Regions from separate parts of the Nothobranchius furzeri genome. Here region 2 is linked to region 1. A link is a contact called in public Micro-C data. All regions are on one chromosome and are shown on one strand. The core of a region is the stretch at or near the end of the contact, and the rest is flanking DNA. Distances in the headings are between cores, read along the strand shown. Region 1 overlaps LOC107391331 (solute carrier family 41 member 3). Region 2 has its middle 17 kb from the start of LOC107391330.

The links. Hi-C and Micro-C count contacts between places; a contact is called where the count stands out from the background.
Region 2: a Micro-C map of tail fin shows a contact between it and region 1, with 8 times the contacts expected there. The contact joins two enhancer-like sites. A contact is called at or near these places in 2 of 2 Hi-C or Micro-C datasets (skeletal muscle and tail fin).

What each region holds. Positions count from the first base shown.
Region 1 is chr15:50,068,556-50,074,406 of NfurGRZ-RIMD1, reverse strand. LOC107391331 (solute carrier family 41 member 3) reads right to left here. Exons shown (of 11, transcript XM_015968598.3): 6 at 2,952-3,098; 7 at 2,360-2,504. Among protein-coding and RNA genes, the nearest start is that of LOC107391331, 29 kb to the right of the region's middle. Within about 2 kb of position 2,911, at least 1 of the 3 cell types and tissues checked has an H3K27ac peak or open chromatin away from gene starts, as enhancers often do. A contact at or near this core is called in tail fin, where this site is marked.
Region 2 is chr15:50,133,179-50,139,029 of NfurGRZ-RIMD1, reverse strand. No RefSeq gene overlaps it. Among protein-coding and RNA genes, the nearest start is that of LOC107391330, 17 kb to the right of the region's middle. Within about 2 kb of position 2,664, at least 1 of the 3 cell types and tissues checked has an H3K27ac peak or open chromatin away from gene starts, as enhancers often do. A contact at or near this core is called in tail fin, where this site is marked.

The DNA.
Region 1 (5,851 bases), core at 1,662-4,161:
GAAGCTCTGACTACGGATTAAACACGGCTCTATTTTCTACTCCAGCTGATAAATGATGAGGTGAGAAACAAGTTCATGAAGTTATTTGAACTACAGGTGCTGGCCAGTAAATTAGAATATCATCAAAAGGTTGAAAATATTTCAGTAATTCCATTCAAAACGTGAAACTTGTACATTATATTCATGCAATGCACACAGACCAATGTATTTCCGATGTTTATTACGTTTAATTTTGATATTTATAGGTGACAACCAATGAAAACATCATATCTGGTATCTCAGACAATTAGAATATTCTAAAGGCCAATGAAAAAATGTTTGTTTCTCTAATGTTGGCCAACTGAAAAGAATGAACATGAAAAGAATGTGCATGTATAGCACTCAATACTTAGTCGGGGCTCCTTTTGCCTCAATAACTGCAGTAATGCGGCGTGGCATGGACTCGATCAGTCTGTGGCACTGCTCAGGTGTTATGAGAGCCCAGGTTGCTCTGATAGTCGTCTTCAGCTCCTCTGCATTGTTGGGTCTAGCGTATTGCATCCTCCGCTTCACAATACCCCATAGATTTTCTATGGGGTTAAGGTCAGGCGAGTTTGCTGGCCAATCAAGGACAGGGATACCATGGTCCTTGAACCAGGTGCTGGTGGTTTTGGCACTGTGTGCAGGTGCCAAGTCCTGTTGAAAGGTGAAGTCTGCATCCCCATAAAGTTGGTCAGCAGCAGGAAGCATGAAGTGCTCTAAAACTTCCTGGTAGACGGCTGCATTGACCCTGGACCTCAGGAAACAGAGTGGGCCAACACCGGCAGATGACATGGCACCCCACACCATCACTGACGGTGGAAACTTTACACTGGACCTCATGCAACGTGGATTCTGTGCTTCTCCGCTCTTCCTCCAGACTCTGGGTCCTTGATTTCCAAAGGAAATGCAGAACTTGCTTTCATCAGAAAACATAACTTTGGACCACTCAGCATCAGTCCAGTCCTTTTTGTCCTTGGCCCAGGCGAGACGCTTCTTGCGCTGTTTCTTGTTCAAGAGTGGCTTGACACACGGAATGCGACACCTGAATCCCATGTCTTTCATGAGTCTCCTCGTGGTGGTTCTTGAAGCGCTGACTCCAGCTGCAGTCCACTCTTTGTGGATCTCCCCCACATTTTTGAATGGGTTTGTCGTCACAATTCTCTGCAGGGTGCGGTTATCCCTAGAGCTTGTACACTTTTTTCTACCACATTTTTTCCGTCCCTTCGCCTGTCTGTTAATGTGCTTGGACACAGAGCTCTGCGAACAGCCAGCTTCTTTAGCAATCACCTTTTGTGTCTTGCCCTCCTTGTGCAAGGTGTCAATGATTGTCTTTTGGACAGCTGTTAAGTCAGAAGTCTTCCCCATGATTGTGGTGCCTTCAAAACAAGACTGAGGGACCTTTTAAAGGCCTTTGCAGGTGTTTTGAGTAAATCAGCTGATTAGAGTGGCAGCAGGTGTCTTCTATATTCAGCCTTTTCAGAATATTCTAATTTTTTGAGATACCAAATTTGGAGTTTTCATTAGTTGTCACTTATGAATATCAAATTTAAATGTAATGAACATTGGAAATACATTGGTCTGTGTGCATTGCATGAATATAATGTACAAGTTTCACGTTTTGAATGGAATTACTGAAATATTTTCAACCTTTTGATGATATTCTAATTTACTGGCCAGCACCTGTAAATCCCTCTGACATTAAGCAAACTCAGCTGTTTTATTCTTGACTGTTTCAGAACCTTCCACAATGAGCCGTTTCGGGGCTCTGTCACTTTAAGAACACAATCTATTGCTGGCCATGCCCACCCATGCCGTGATTGGCTGCTATAAGTTGATATCTGGGAGGGGCTCTGAGTAGAGCAGCTGCCCTATTGCAGTGGTCCTGAATCATAGTCCTGGAGGGCCGGTGTCCAACACGTTTTAGTTGTTTCTCTGCTCCAACACAGCTGATTCAGTGGTGTTTCGATACTAACTATCCTGTAGTGATGTCACAAATGGGGACTTTTTTAAATTACTTGTTTTAGGTACGTAATTTCTCAGATCAAACACTGACAGAAAACAGAGGGATGAACGATTTTCACATTTGGAGTCTTGACAGATGCGGCAGAAAACCAGAAGGCATCACAAAAGGATTCAAAAGAAGAGTTCTGCGTAACGGCTCTCTTTTAAACGAAAGATCTGTCTGCTCTCGCTCAATTTCTCAAGCTGCTGTCTCAATTAGTGCTTTCTGCACCTCGACACATTCTCACCATCTGCTGACCGGTCCAGATGTTTGTAACCAACAGCAGAAATATCAAATATCCAAACATCTGACTGGCATACAGAACCAGGTGTGTACCTGCTGATGGACATGGCGACTATGACAGGTTGCCACCCTGAGCGGAGAACCTCTCTGATCTGAGGACTCCGACGGGCCACCACCACCCACAGAGGGATCAGAGCGATGAAGACCAGGCACACCGCAGGGGACAGGTACCAGATGTCTGAGGGGGAGGAGATTATTAAAGGTGGAGTCGACCGCTCAGGAGCCCCTACAAGTGTCACGATGCAGAACCGACGTGACCCATGACCGTAATAAGGTCATTCAACACAACATTAACCTCCCAAAATATAAAATTCAACTCTTTTCCAGGATTTCACACCACATTTGGGACATGTTGTGCTAAACAACAACTATAAATATAAAAAAAAGTTATATGGTGGTCAGGATTTCTTTTTTAATGCTCCAAACATCAATATAAACCACAGGCTGTAGAAAATAGCACTTCAGGAAGGAGAAAAAACGTTTTTTTGTTTATGATTTTAATGACAAGGTTCAACTACTCTGTATAAACCATTGCAAATGACTCATTTCTTGTGTTTAAAATAATAAAAGATAGTTTTGCTGCCATCTTGTGGTACATAGTGGACAAGTCTGGTTTCATTCTCACCTCTGTACACATAAAGCGTGCTGCTGACCCCAGCCAGCAGAGATAAGGTGATCAGGTCCCCCAGACTGGCTGCAATGGGGGTGGCCACATTGTCCGGGTTGATCCCCACCTTCCTGGATCCAATGATGACTCCAATCATCACCAGACCTGCAGACGGACGATGGGACAAACAGGACACACGGACACAATTAGCCTCTTCCATCGAGGTTTACAGGAAGCAGAGCAGAAGCCACACAGAGTGACGGCTCGCTGGAGCAAACCGCACTACTGTGAGAAAAGCTCAACAAAAAAAAAACAACAACAACTGTGTAATAAATCTTAAATGACATTAAAAGAGGAGCAAAAGTGTAAGGAGAGACTTATTGCTACTGCTCCGACATTTTGTGATGGGTACCGAATTTGGTACTTTTTAAGGCACCGACCGAATCCCACAGTACCGACTGAGTGATTCACGTCATATGAATCGGTGCCTTGTTTAGGTACCTGTGCCGCGCCGGCGCAAGAGTCGTCAGTCACTGTGGGCGAGCAGTAAACAAAGCAGCACGGCAGACAGGAAGTGTTCTGAAGATGGGGTCCACTTCACTAAGTGGGATGGGTAACTGGGTGATGATGAAACCTGCCTCTAAGTGAGGCATCATCATCTTAATCTGCTCCGGTAGGTAAATAAAATGTTTACGATAACGTTAACTTGATATGTTAGCTTCCGTTCAGCTAACGGTGCGTTCAGTGACTGAGTTTAAGTAACTGTTGTTTAAAACAGACGTAATAAAATAGATGGGTGTCCAAACTTTTCAAGATGAGGGCCAAGTTAAGTGAAAAGTCATTTATGATAATAAATTATAAATATGTAAAAGTTTGATGAAATTCTCTATTTTAGAAATGCACTGTAAACATTAGTGTAGGTGAACATTTTATCCTAAATGGTTTGAATCATCAGGTATAAAAAAACTCTTCATTGTTTTAATAAAACATTCAAGATAATTTGATGCAGAATTTTGTGGCAAATAGAAAATTATAATTTCCAAACTTTGAACAGAAATGCAATTGAACTGTTGCAATAGTTGGTCAGCCGAGCCTTCCTGTATGAACTGTGCGTGTTGGGGTGTGCCACCTGAGGTGCCTCGCGGTGCCATTCGACTAAATGTTCGTCATGACTACCACTATTTCTGATGCACTTTATTTTCACAGTTGAGGCTTATACCCCTTTTACTTCTCTATCATATTCATGTTAAACTGAACACATACCCAACATACTTCTGCGTGAAATCTACAGGAAAACGTTAATTATGAAAAGGAAAGTAAACACGGACAGTTTTCAGCTGAGACTGGAGCGATGTGGAGATCCTGGAGCTTCTGGCTTTTAGATCTGTAGCTCAGACCACCAGAGCGCTCACGTGGGACTGTGAAGGACACCTTTTGGAGCGGCTCGTGAAAAAACCTCAGGAGCTTTGCTTCAATTGGCCTTAAACGCAATTTATGTTCAACGTAAAGGGAAGTTCATGATGGCATGAAGACCCACACCCACTTTATACCACCGCTGTGTAATCTTGGTGGAAACACATGATTGCGCCCCATTACCGCCACGGGCGGATCACTTATGAATGACCAACGGCTTGCTGGTGAACGCTGTAGTTTTATGAAAGAGGCTGGAGTTTCGGGCAAGTTTCATTGATCCTTCCTCATTTGTTGGCCAGTGAGGCGGAACAACCACCGCCTTCTTCTCTTCATCTAACCCGGAATGGAAATGTGTACGGTGCTGTCACATGTTGGTAGTGTTGCTGACAGGGCTGGATTTAGCCAGCCCTACAAAGGGGTGCTGGTAGAATATCGGGGGGCAGGTCTGGGAAATAATTTTTCGGGTGTCACATACCTCCAAATTCCTAAAATGCATAGAAAACTATGCTATCATCATTACAGATCTTCTATCCATACATCTATCTTTTCCTTTGATCTCTCTCTCTCTCTTATATTGTTTTTTATGCCTTTAATATATTTTATCTATCTTATCTGTCTATCCTTACATTTTCTATTTTACTTATATATTTTTTATTTATTTTTCAGAATTTTTGTTGTTTTTATTTCTTTATGGCTTTTATCACTCATTACAGCATCAGCCGTCTGCTTTTCTGTGCTAAAGTCCTAACAAATCCATCCATATCTAGGCCTGTTATGGTCTTCTCGTGAGCCAGAATGACAACATTTCTTTTTCTCTCGTGTAGCGTAGTACGGCGGAACGGGGTAAGAACATGAGACAAAGTGGAGAAAGAGCTCTCGCATGATGCTGCTGATATTCCAATCACAAGGGAGGTCACATACATGCGATGGAGCTGAGGAAAGGCATTCTTATACCCATTTGCAAATGATGGAGAGGTCTGCAACCTCTTCACTGTTATTATCATCAGTCTTTTTGAACTCTTTCTCCAACATTATTTTTGCAACAAGAATCTCATTGGAAAGTTTGTCACTTCCTGTCATTTTCTGCAGAGGACTTACGTCAGGATCCAGAAGAGAGGGAGACTGAGGTTGAAGGCAGTTAACTGCTTTCATGAGATCGAGAATGCTTTTGGAGAATCTTGTCTCCATCTCTACAACGACTATATCCAAAATGTTGAAGAGCTCTCTTCAGAGCCTGGCTAGGAGTTGTGGAGTCTTCTGCGTGTTCCACAGTGGACATTACAACACCACCTGTTAGCAGTGAGCTTGTTTTTCTTTGTCTTTTAGAAGCTGGTGCAGGTGTGCTGGTTAATGACTCACTTTCCTCATCTCTCATCTGCTTCAAAGCCTGCAGAGATGCACTGACTACTTCAGAAGCACAGCACAGGTCAACAGAGTGAGACTGCAGCATAGAACTTGCAGACTTCAAGGAACCCAGAACCTTTAGGAGGAATTTTCCTATTTCA
Region 2 (5,851 bases), core at 1,415-3,914, 65 kb before region 1:
TCACCTTGTGAGCAGTGAACCCTTAATTTTTATCAGTCATACAGAAATACTTGATTTCAAGAGGAAAGAAGCTGAAAATGTAGTTATGTAAAGCTTTGACACAACATGGAAATTTTATTAGATATCCAAATTTGAATTTTATCATCAAATACAATTTTAGAATAAATAAACACATTTTAAGGGAGTAATAAGGAAAAGGAGATTAACACCTTTCAGCATGTGCATTTCCTGCCTTTTTCAGCAGTGATATTGCTAATTCTGTTGAAGGAAATTCACTGTTTAATGAGAGACAGCTGGTGAAAATTATATGTAAATAAGTAAGCATGCATGTAGACCTACATGATTAAGCAAAACTGAAACACTAATATAAAGTATATATATATTCTCCCTTTGAATCTGGGAGGGTGGAACCCCAGCTCCAGCTATGGATGAGCCCCTAGGGGGCCCAACTTGATATTTTTTCCATGGGGTCCAAAATCTCTGGCAGCTCCCCTGTTCCTACCCTCACCCATGGTCATGAGCTCTGGGTAGTGACATAAAGATTTAGATCATGGATACAAGCGACCACAATTAGTTTTCACCGCAGGTTGGCCTTAGAGATAGGGTGAGAAGCTCCGTCATCCGGGAGGGGCTCAAAGTAGATCTGCTGCTCCTCCACGTCGAGTGCAGCCAGTTGAAGTGGCTCGGGCATCTATTTAGGATGCCTCCTAGATGCCTCCCTGGTGAGGTTTTCTGGGCATGTCCAATCGGGAGGAGACCCAAAGGAAGATTCAGGGCATGCTGGAGGGATTATGACTCTCGGCTGGCCACGGAACGCCTTGCGAATCCCACGGATAAGCTGTGGGAAATGAGTGGACGGCAGTTGTAACATATTTATTAATTGTTTAACAATATATTCCTATTTCAGTTTTGCCATCCACGTAAAACTTTGTGTATCTGTGTAATTTTAGCTGTCTTCGTTCCACATTATCGGGCATAAATTCCTCAGATATTTCTACAAACACAGATTGTTTTAGAATCTTAATCGTTTCATTCCAAAAAAGATCAAAGTGGATTATGGCTGTCTGAAAATCCCTTCAGTCCCCAAAGCCGTTTAGGCGAAAATGGATTTATAAACCTTAACAACACTGTTTATTTCTCGTTTCATAGTTAGTTTAGCAGATGTCCCTCTGGCCTTGACCTGTGGATGCCCCGGAAGCACCACATTTTGCTACATGTGGTGATTTTTGCTTGAGCCCTTCCCAGATAACCGAGTGGGGAATGAGTGGGCGTGGCCTACCCCAGCTCATTTTCTTAAACTGATAGAGCCAAGAGTATGCTCATTCTGGAAGGTACTGAAAATGTCATGAAAAAGCTGAGACTGATTTAGGGCAAAAACGTCATTAACATGTTTTGTGTCAACTAACCAAATTACTGTTACAATTTGAGAGAAAACTCATAATATGACCCTTATAGGGCTAGAAGTTGTTTGAGGAGGATTTTTACAAAAAGTCTCTAACCACTTCAAAATCCCTACAGCATGGGTCACCAACCTGGACACCATGGCGCCCCCATGGTACCTTTAAAGGTCTAAAATAAAATAAAATAAAATAAAATAAACTGATTCCATCTTTTTTAACCACAAATGCATTAATATAGATCTAAAAACATGATTGTTTTTTTCTTTTCAAAAACTCTCTTGTTTTTCATTTACATGAAGGCTACTTTACCAAAGGTCCCTATAATATCAGCCTGGTAAGCCTTCATGTGGCTCAATACTCACAAAGGTTGGTGACCCCTGCCTGCCCTAGAGTGCCGGCATGTGTCCACTTTTTGTTTTTTTGTTTTTTGTTTTTTTGTTAAATCATTCAAAATGAAACAAACCATATAAATCAATAACTTTAAACTGTTATAAGTTAATAATTGAATTGAATTGAATTGAATTAACCCGGGGTGACAACATTTCTAAGAAGGAAATCCAGAATTTCTTCTCCTATGCACACGTCCATAAACACACCGCTATACAGTATGCCACAGACTAAAACAAAGCAGCCTGGTGTAACGTTCCTTACGATCAGCAGAGGTCAGGATTGATCCACTCTCACTGCTGCAGCGCTACAAACCTCAAAACATCTCAGGTTTCATTCCCAGGGACTGATTCATGCAGTCAGCCCATGTGGGGTTTCATATGTTTTGTCACATGAAGTCAAACTTGAGTAAAATCTGCTGCTTAATATAAAAACGAATAAAAACTACAATAAAAAATGTTTCCCGTTTGCTTTGATTTCATCAGGACCTAATTGCATCTTTACATAAGTTTGGTAAATGTCACCCACCATCTTTTAAACCATTCCAGTTCGGTTTCAGCTGATGAAAAGCACATTGGGAGTGCATTTGCTATGAATTATGTAACTTGGTTTTATTGGTGCATATCTCAAAAGCCTTTGAAGTCACGAAATAGGAATAATTGTGATGCGTTTTATTGAATCATAACTTCCTTTTTAGGTCAAAAGAAAACAAAATGGAGTGTTTTGGGATGCAGATTGTGTTTAATTTGCCCACAGGTTATTCCCTCTTGAGTGGAAAAAGATCAGATGAAGGAAAGCTGTCACAGCTCATAAACTGTAATGAGTTGCATGTGTGGCTGTTAAGCTGTGCGCTGTAGGACTTACGAACGTTACCGACGGCTGACAGCTGTTTACTGGCCACTGACTCATCCTAATGTGGGACAGATGTGTCTAAAGACGCTGCTGTCTATCATTTCAGGCCCAATGGCTCGAGTTGCACAATAAGTCCATTCCAAACTGAAAAAATGTAAAGTGCCACTTGCTCTTTGGCTAAAGCCATACATCAGATTTATGTTCTCGTTCCGATTTCCTCAAGTAGTGTTTGGATTCTCTCTGCGTCTCCTGGCAACTGAGATGGAGACACCAAAGATGTGTATCAGTGAGAGGAGGCGACAGATGGAGGTGTGGACAAATCCTGCAGGGCCGACCAGAAGCCAGATGCATAAACAATGCGTGTGCCTGCTCGTGCACACAAACGGGCATCCATACACAAAGATTATAACGTGAGAATGTGTGCATGCTGAGAGAAAATGTTTGATTGTGCAGATTAAACTCACCACACAGTTTTCCGTTCTTATCCTCGTGATCTCTGGCTTACAGTAAATACATTTATTATATGAAAAATGTTTGGTTATTTGATTTTGCACAACTGACTCACACTTGTCTAATATGGTTTAAACCACTAACAGTTTTATTTGCATTAACATTGTAATCAATTAATTATTCTTTCACATTAGTCGTTAGGCTGCAGTCAGCTGGGTTATAGATGCATCACATGACTGGTGGCGCTGAGCTGTTAGGGAATATTGAGGTAAAAGAGTCACTCTAAAGTCAGCTCTGCTTTCTTACACCGGCCTCTTGGGTGACATCTAGTGGCCTTTTGTATGAACACATGTTTGAATCAACCTGTTGGCCAAATGAAGAAACTTCTTCAAACCATCACTTGCTTGGTGTCACTTTTCTGTCAAGAGAGAGGGGGTGTGTGTGTGTGTGTGTGTGTGTGTGTGTGTGTGTGTGTGTGTGTGTGTGTGTGTGTGTGTGTGTGTGTGTGTGTGTGTGTGTGTTTACCTGGGTGTAGGAGGAGAACTGGTACAATGAAACATGTGATGCGTGATGTCATCACGCTACTCATGGTTCCTAGTAGAGACAAAACTTCTGTGAGCTTCTTCAAAAGGTTGGCCCACAGCTGGCGGGCTTTCTCATCCTGAACCTGACTTTGTTTTTGCTAACCGAGCAAGGCAGCATGCAGACAAGTGGACCAACTCTGGCACCTGACACGCTCTGTTCTTCTGAAAGTTCTGTGGTGACCATATTAAAAGGGAGAACACACCCCCAGACGCTCTGTAACTGAGTGATGTTCCCCAGCAGTGATGAGATCTGTTCTCATCGACGCCAGCAGAGCACCAACCGGCTCTTTGTCCTCAAACAACCTTTGGAGCGTGGTAAAGACTGCAAAAACTGTTGTTTTTTTTTTTTTGTCTGCACCCATTCTTGGCCTGGAAATCTGGCGGATGATGGAACCACATCATTGCTTTGTAAATCCTTTAAAGAGAAAACACATGAGCATTTCTGTCCTTTAGCAAACAAACCCTGTTGGTTATGAAACTTTATGAAACCGACTCTTCTGGACGCATCTGAATCCAGGGGTCTGGAAGCCACGTGGATGTGTGTTCTGTTGTCTTTCAGAACCAGCAAAAGCTTTTACAAATCAAATCATTTTGTTGAACTGGTGATTGTGCGAGTGCAGCAGGATTTTCTTTGCAGCTGTCACATCTTTGGTTCCTCTGAAGCGTTGTAGAAGATGATGGTTGTGTCTAAAGTATCTTTTTGGAAAATGGCCACACGTTTCTTTTTATTTTTCTGTTGTCATTTTTCAGTGTCTGTCACTTGGAGCTTTCCCGACTACACAGCCTGCACCCTGATGGTGACGTGTCAACAGTGCCTCCTGGTGGTCAAGCTGAACTCCCATTACATTATAAATATACAGGTGAAACTAAAAGAATGGAATGTGGTGCAAATGTCTGTTTATTTCAGTTAGTTAGCTATGACTGAGAGACCATCTAAAGGCTCAGGAACCCTGGATTCATCAGCTGATTCGAGTTAAACACTTTGATGGATGTCTTGATTGTTCTTATTGTCTGAGATTTTGAATGTGGGGTTTTCGGATGCTTTAAGCCAGGGGTGTCCAGACTTTTTGCAAAGAGGGCCACATTTGGTAAGGGGAAAATGTGTGGGGGCCGACTATTCAGGCTGACATTCTTTGAACCATTAACATTAAATACAAATGAACTTTTTTTGGATTTTTTTTTTATTGTAAATGGCGTACTTTTACTTTTACATTTTTTTCCCCATTAAGTTTTTACCAAAATCACAAACCACAAAAAATGAAGAAAACTATCAAGGATATCTAAGTTAATGTGAAACATTACATATTATTCACTATTATATGCTCACTGTAAACAAAATTCAAAACAGTGATCACAGCATATTTAAACTGTGATTTTGACCATCACAAAAAAATTAGTTAACCGAGATTCAAGAATTTATTCAAGTCAAGAGGACTTAACAAGTATCTTGCCTGCACTAATGTGAAGGGTGATACTGGGATCTTGACTGCAGTATGTAGTCCAGGTCTGGCTCAAGAGCAGTGGTTTTGATGCGTAAGACGTCACGCAGGTAAGAGTCACTCAGTCTCGTCCTCATGCGGCTCTTGTTAATGTTCATAACGGAGAATGTCTTCTCACACATGTATGTGGAGCCAAACAAGCTCAGCATTTTCCTTAGCAGATGTCCGAACTGCTTGGAACCTACCTTCATCCAGCTGGCAGTAGAAGTTGACAAGAGGGAGCTGTTGGTGCCAACTGCAATGCTCAGCGTCACACTGCAGCTCAATGAGCTCCAGCTGTAGGTGGTCTGGAGCGTCATCAGGGTCCACGGAGAAAGGAGAGGAAAAACGCGTGATCTCCTTTTCAATAGCTGCAAAGTCCCGAAAGCACTGCTGAAATTCCTCTACCGGAGATGAGATGTCTGCTGCGTACGTTGTCATTTGCGCACTGATATTGTTCTGTGGGAAACTGGTCATGATTTCCTGCAGCGATGAGAAATGTGCGGTATTGGGCTGCGCCTGTGACAGGTGCCTTTGGAAAAGTAGCAGCTTGGTCCGAAAGGCTTTGATGTGCGAATACAGTTGGCTTACCACTGCATTTTGCCCTTGAAGGCTTGTGTTCAGCGCATTCAGATGTCGCGTTGTGTCAACTAAAAATCCCAAATCAGCCAGCCACACAGGATCATTGAATTGTGGCATG